2 separate regions of the Sus scrofa genome follow, and region 1 is linked to region 2. The links are chromatin contacts, called in public Hi-C maps. All regions are on one chromosome and are shown on one strand. The core of a region is the stretch at or near the end of the contact, and the rest is flanking DNA. Distances in the headings are between cores, read along the strand shown. Region 1 holds the start of MARCH2 (membrane associated ring-CH-type finger 2). Region 2 holds the start of ZNF558 (zinc finger protein 558).

The links. A called contact is a pair of places that touch in the nucleus more often than the background predicts.
Region 1: a contact with region 2 is called in a Hi-C map of heart right ventricle, with 5 times the contacts expected there. The contact joins the promoter of MARCH2 here to the promoter of ZNF558 in region 2. A contact is called at or near these places in 3 of 47 Hi-C or Micro-C datasets (embryonic fibroblasts, heart right ventricle and subcutaneous adipose tissue).

The regions. Positions count from the first base shown.
Region 1 is chr2:70,875,441-70,878,821 of Sscrofa11.1, reverse strand. MARCH2 (membrane associated ring-CH-type finger 2) reads left to right here and starts at 1,424. Exons shown (of 5, transcript NM_001244915.1): 1 at 1,424-1,514.
Region 2 is chr2:70,603,792-70,607,500 of Sscrofa11.1, reverse strand. It overlaps ZNF558 (zinc finger protein 558), which reads left to right and starts at 2,055. Exons shown (of 8, transcript XM_003123168.4): 1 at 2,055-2,311; 2 at 3,147-3,231.

The DNA of each region.
Region 1 (3,381 bases), core at 175-2,674, 270 kb before region 2:
TGAAAAGAAGGAAAAGTCCTTGGAGAAATGGTTGATTTCAGAACTGGGACAGGTAAAATTTCAAGAAAATGCCACCCTGGGGAACCTTGTTAAACTAGTAAGGAAGTACGAAAAGATGGAATTAGAAATATCATCATTTATCAACCATCATCTTATAGAAGAGACAGGCAGGGCTGAGACCTCCATGCCACTCCCTTTTTCCTGCCTTCATTGATGATGTGATGCCTGGAGCCACAGCAACCATCTTGCTACCATGAGAAAAAGGCCATGAAGTTCTCCTGTGGCCCAGTGGGCTAAGGATCCAGCATTGTCACTGTTGTGGTGTGGGTTTGATCCCTGGCCTGGGAATTTCCCTCTGCCTTTGGTCTGCCCATAAAACAATAAAAAAAAGTATCTAGCTTCTATCTTTGTTTCCTCTATTCTACTTCCTTCTATAGGTGATCTTTTTAAAAATGTTATAATTTATCATTTCACTTTTGAAAAATATAAGTACAACATGAAAGAACTTACCTAATGTAATTGAGCTGATTTACATATTCAGCAAAGGTGAGGAAGGGGGAGAAAGGAGTATTGAGACAATTCTCCATCCCACCTCAGGCTCTTTGCATGTGCTGAAATTTACCTAGGATTCTTTCCCCCTCTTTTCTCCTTGTGAACCTCTACTCACACCTTAGTTGTCAGTTCAAGTATTTTTGGACTTTCCAAATAGTCCATGATATGCCTCCCTCACTTACTACAATTTACCACCTTCGTAGTTAAATAATTACGTAACTGGCTGTTTAATGTCTGTCTCACTCCCTAGGTTGAGGTTCCAGAAGGCAATAATATTTGCGTTACTCAGCATTGCGTCCACAGCGCCTAGCACAGTGTCCCACTCGTAATAGACCCTCTCAATGGATGTTTTTTACATCTAGTGAATGAATCTATTACATGCATTAATGAATGTGAATGATGAATAAATGAGATTGGCTTTGACCTTCCAGGTCCCCTCTCTAGACTTCTGCTTCCTCTCTGTAAAATGTGATCGGATGTTTCATCCCTCCCCCAGGACTGATAAGGAGCTTAAAGGAGGTGATTGACACTTACAAATCCCTTTGCCTGTGTCAAGCTGAATTTTGTAACGGTTTTATTTATCAGCAAGCTCTAGTCGTCTGCAGGTGGCGCCACCAGCCCCGCGGGTACCCGGAGTCAGGATGGGGCGGGGCCGAGTCTGGGGCGGAGCCAGGACGCAGCAGGGGCGGAGCCAGTAGCTCCTGCGCCGCGGAGCCTGTGCGGCCCAGGACGTCCCTGTCGCCTCTGACCCCGCCTCCTAGGGCGGGACGTGCAAGGCAATTGGCCAGCATAGACGAGAGGCGGTCGCCATTGGTCCGTGGCACCGTCGGCTCGGCGGGCGGTGTCCGGACGCAGGTGCCGGCGGAGCGGAGCTAGCGGCGCTGACGGGACCGGCCGGGCCGGGACCAGGGCCGGGGCGAGCGGAGGGGCCTGCGCGGCTGCCCGGCCCGGCCGCGGATCAGGTAGGCACGGGCGAGAGGATGGGACCAGGGGGTGCCGATCCGCGGGCCGGCCCCTAGTTTGAGGCCCGAGCCTGACCCCCAGGCGGGACCGCCGGAGTCGGACCCTCGGCCTCAGCCTTCCCAGGGACTAAGGGATCGCAATTTCCCTTTCGGAGACGGCAGGAGGTCCCCCGGAGTCGGACACACAGTAGGTGTCTCTCTGAGTTGGATTTTCTTATCCATGAAACCGGGTCATCCCAGCGCCAACCTAATGGGGCTGTTGGGAGGATTCCGGAGGTGGCAAATGAGGAAAGCGCTGTGCACACAGTAGGCGATCAGTAAGTGACAAGTCACCTTCCCCAACCTCCTTTTCAGAGGAAATTGTAAATAGAATAACACAGGCACTTGCTTAGCAGAGTGCCTGGCTGTTAGAGGGTGCTCAAAACGGGATAGCCAGAATTTATAGGATTAGCTCATTTTGTCCTCTAGGGACAATATTAGGTAGAAGTACTAAAAATGTTTCCTGCTATATGGATGAAGAAATCAAGGCTCAGAGTGGTCTAGTCTTTTGCCCAGGGCTACAAAACAACTAAAGATCAGAGCTGGGCTTAGAACCTGGCCTCGGTACAGGGCCATGCAAGTACTGAAGGGCACATGGGAGCTTCTCTGTGGTAAGTGAAGAAAAATGAATGCATTTCTTAGGCTCCACATTTAACCTAAAACAACAACAACAACAACAACAACAAACTAATGAGCATTTGTTGAGTGCTTACTGTATGCCAGGCACTGGCTGTGCCTTGTCTCATCAAACCTTGTCAACAGCTCTATATGCTGATGACAGTAATTAAACTAAAAGCTAATATTTATCAACTCATTCTTATTTATGCGTGTAAGAGCTGGAACCCCCATTATACAGAAGAGAAAAACCGAGGCCCAGAGAGTGAAGCAGCTGTACTGAGATGATACTGTGGGGAGTTAGGGTCCTCTGACTTTTCTTCCCTCAGTTTCCTGCCCTCAAATAAAGGAGGCTGGGTGGGTGTGGAAAGGTTGAGCCCAGGGCAAGTTTTGCTGGAGGAATTGAACCTGGGAGCTTCTTCTCAGGAAACCCCTCAGCAGACACAGTCCACTAGCTTTGCAAACTTATCTGACAGAGGGGAAGGATGAGGTCCAGAGAAGCTCAGTGACTTGTCCCAGGAGATACAGCATCAGCAACAGAGTCAGGACCTAAAAGAACCCAGGTCTTTTCAGTCCCAGAACCACTCACTAGATGAAGTTCAAATCTTGACACTGTCCGTCTTAGCTGTGAGATCTTGGGCAAGTAGTTGCCCCTCTCTGAGCCTCAGTCTCCTCACCAATCCAATGGAGGTAATTATTGGACTTAGGTCATAGGTTTGTTGTGAAGACTTAATGAAATCCATCTCCAGTTGTTGGGCCAAGTTTGATTCGCTCTCCCATTCCAGCAGCCTCAGAGCCAAGTCCAGCCTGCAGCCACCCTATCCTTGCATCCAGCCTTGAGTTTGGCCTCTTCCAAGTCCAAGCCTCTGTGGTCTTCACAGATATCTAGCCTTTAAATATCTCTGATTCCCATCATGGGTTCTTTCAGACCAGTGTCTGGGGAGCAAGAGACCTGGCTCTCTTACCCTGCTCTTACACAGAATAGGGACTGAGAAATGAATGCAGCAACTCTCTGCCAGACACAGGGCCAGGCACTGGAGATGACCAATGAGTAGAAGGCAGACATGGTCAAACCAGTAGACAAAGAAATAAGAGCATTTCAGAGTTTTCATTGTGGCTCAGTGGGTTATGAACCTGAGTAATATCTGTGAGGATGTGGGTTTGATCCCTGGCCCTGCTCAGTGGATTAAGGATCTGGCATTGCCGTGAGCCC
Region 2 (3,709 bases), core at 806-3,305:
CATTGCTGTGGCTCTGGTGTAGGTTGGTGGCTACAGCTCCGATTAGACCCCTAGCCTGGGAACCTCCATATGCTGCAGGAGCGGCCCTAGAAGGGGCAAAAAGCCAAAAAAAATAAATAATAAAAAATAAAATTTCTTTATGAATTCCTGAAGTATAAATATTTGTTCTTCTACAGGTAAATCTTGCCTAATTATGATTTGTATTGATTAATTCATTAATAATTAAAGACTTTTGCATCAAATATTTTATTATAATATTTTTTTGTGTGCATGTTTAGGAAGTTTGGATTTTCCCAATTCTTGAATACTTACTAAAGTTTACTAGTAAACATTTAGTATAGGAAATATCTTCCTAGATATGAGGCAGAAAGCAGAAAAAATAATAATGCGATCGATATATTTAACTACAACAAAAGAAAACTATATTTTATGAAACCATTTTTACATACTCTTTGTTTATGTTAGAATAACATTTATTAATGAAAATAAAGTTTGATAAACAATTTTGAAATAAAATGATATCTACTGACAACTTGAATGAAATATGAACATGTTCCAAAACGCTGCCATCAATTTCTTCATTTGTGAAATGGAGACAGATAATAGCAACTTCCCTATGGATTGCTGTGAAAATATTCATAAAATGCTTGTTACTAGGAACTGTGGAAAGTAATATCCTATTCATTTTTCCATCAGCGTGATTATAGGATTTTTTCTAAATGGTTGAAATCTGTGGTTCTCAAAATACATTCTATTTTTGCAAAGTGAACCTTTTTAAAAGTTTTTCCTAGAGTTTGATAATCCCTTTAAAATATAAATTCAGGTTTCTGTGTGTGTGTGTCTATACATATAAAACTCAAATAATACCTTATGCCTTCTGAAAAGCTACATCCCCCAGTCCTTACTGTGACCCCCCACAAAAAACTTTGTTTTCCGTAACTCTGTATTTCTAAATTAGCTACTTATATATTTTTCAGCTTTTTTTTGTTTTCTTCTCCGAAAAATATGGGTATATAGTTCTCTTATTATCTTAAACCATAATTCTCCTTGCATAATATAATTATATAATAAATTAGGATAAGTCAAAAGTCAATGTCTATTGTTTTATTATCTAAATATTTATCATTTTGTGATATATGAATCTGATCTAGATGCATCGTGTAGGATATTATGAATACATTCTCTTTCTCATTTTTTCTTTGGATGTTCAAACCGATAAATTCTCATTTCTTTGTTTTATTCCTATCAATTAATCACTGGTCCATCTCCCTCCAGCATAGATTTAAATCTCTTTTCAGTAGATTCAGATGCATGAGACAATTCATCAGATTTTAGTTTCTGCGTGGGACCATCCTTCTTCGGCTTGTATACACACACACACACACACACACACACACACACTTACTTGACCTATCTGGAAGGATAAAGGAGAAAATGATGTTTATCTCCAGACAAAAAAGGACTGGGAGATATGGGAGTGAGAATAGTACCACTGTTTGAAGATTTCCTGTATGTTTCTATGACCTAGCCCTTCCCCCGCCCCCAATATTAATAGCGTTAGATTCCCTAACTGGCTTGGGACAGCAAGTCAAAGAGAAATGTGCATATATGATCCAATTAAAAAAATTAAGAACTGCACTCAAGCACAAAAGTAAAAATCTTGAATATGCGCATGTTGTTTTACTGCACTGTGTGAGGCTCCGCAAGTAGGAAGGATTGAAGAAAAGTTGTTTCAGCGTTCATATATTTGTACAGCCTGGGGAATCCGTGGAAAGTCCCGCCTTCAAGGGGCTGTTTTTCTCCCACACTCCTCCTGCACTGCCAACCCAGCCCCAACCCGCCTTACACCGGCCCTCGGAATTGGTCTCCACCTACCTTCAGGCTAGGAGACTAGTAACCGTCCGCAAGATCCGCAAGATCCGGTGCCGCCCTCAGTCCGGTTCCGAAATGGGTGTCCGCCCACAACCCTGCCCTCCAGGCTTGGTTCCGCCCACAAGCTGGTACACGCCCACAGCCGCCCCCTTAAAACGGATCTCAGGCCCTGGTGCTGACCCAGCCCACCGCCCACCACTATGCGAGCGAGAGCCCTTCTTCTGAGGCTAGGGTGCGAGGCTGCCGGCCCTTCTGCAGCCTCAAACCGCAGCCCCTCAGTGTCCCCCCGCTTGGGGGCGGCTAGACACCGGAAACTGGAGCTTTTGGCTGCCAGCCCGAGACCGGAAGCGGAAGCGCGGGGTGTTGGTGAGGAAGGAGTTGCGGGGTGGTTTGCTGCGTGCTGTGTACTGTCTTCTCCGCGGGGAACGGGATTCATGTGGTATGTTCGACCTATGAGAGGGGCAGTACTCTGTGCGCGGCGGGCAGGCCTGAGGCTATCGTAGGAGTTTAGGGAAGGGCATAGGCCTGGGGCACTCCAGTCACGGGCTCTGGCGTTCCTCTCTTTCCCGAGAGCCGCGTTTCCACCCGTGGGGCCTCAAGTTGCCTCTGGTCAGCCCGTAGCTTCCGTTTCCTCCTAGCTCTGGGCGCCGCTGTCACCCCTTCCGGAGAATTCTTCCGTCCATCCTCTTCAACATCTTTCCCGAATGTGATTTTTGCTCCCCTAGGGGACTTTTATTAATCACGTCTGGAAGCATTGTTTTGGTTGTTATAAATGGGAGGGGCTGCTGCTGTCATCTAGTGGGTGTAGGCCAGGGTCCTGCTGGACATCCTACAATGCACTGAACAGCCCCCATGACAAAGCATTATAAATAGTGCCGAGGTTTGGAAACCCCGCTCTAGGGTCTCAGAAATCTTCAAAGCCCTGAATGAACTTAAAAGGTTAGTTGAGTCACTTTTAGCGCCCCTGAGTGACAAGCCGTGTTAGAAGTGCGTAGAGTCACCAAAAAATTTCTATCTAGCCAAATGGGTTGAGCAAGGCAAATGCACAGCACATGAAGCTTTCTTACACTTGAGGAGCAGATGGCTGGATAGGGATCAGGAAAACCAGTCATAGCCAACAGTTACACGTTACATAAGTACAGTAAATCCAAAAAGGAAAAGTGATTGGTATGGCCTTTCCATCCAGCAACTGTATTACACCCTATAATACAGGCTTCTTATAAAGGGCCTCAAAAAGAATTTTTGTCCCCTGTTTCTTTTTTTTCCCGCCACAGACAAAACGTCTCTGTTCATGCTTGACTTGAAACTAGCCTCAAGCTTCACATGTCCTCACTGATCTGTGGATTTCTGTATGACCAGGTGAGTATCATGTGAACTTGTAGCAACAGATTCCAGCAGCCTCAGCTGTGCAGAAGTGCTAATAGGCCCTACTGTGGGCTCAGATTGTAAACACAAGGAGTCGCTGAGAGGGAGAGTATCTTAAAAACATTTATTTATATTTGATGGATTATATTCAAGGAAAAGATAGTAAGGTGTGTGGTTATGTGTGTGTAAAAAATTAAGTAAATACAGTTATGTGCAGGTAAATACACATTAAACATGTAAACAACTGTAAGTGTAATGGAAATATAGATTTATTTGCATTCCATAGTACTAAAAATTGTAGGATTTTATATATAAGTGTAAACTTATTATGTGTGCGTGTAATAGTATAAGCCATCCCACTGAAGACTAGCAGAACTACTCAGCAACATTTCTCAGGACTGCTACCATTTGAATTCAAAAACTCCTTTAAATCCTCCACAAAGATTCAAAATATGGGGTACTGAGGGAAAAA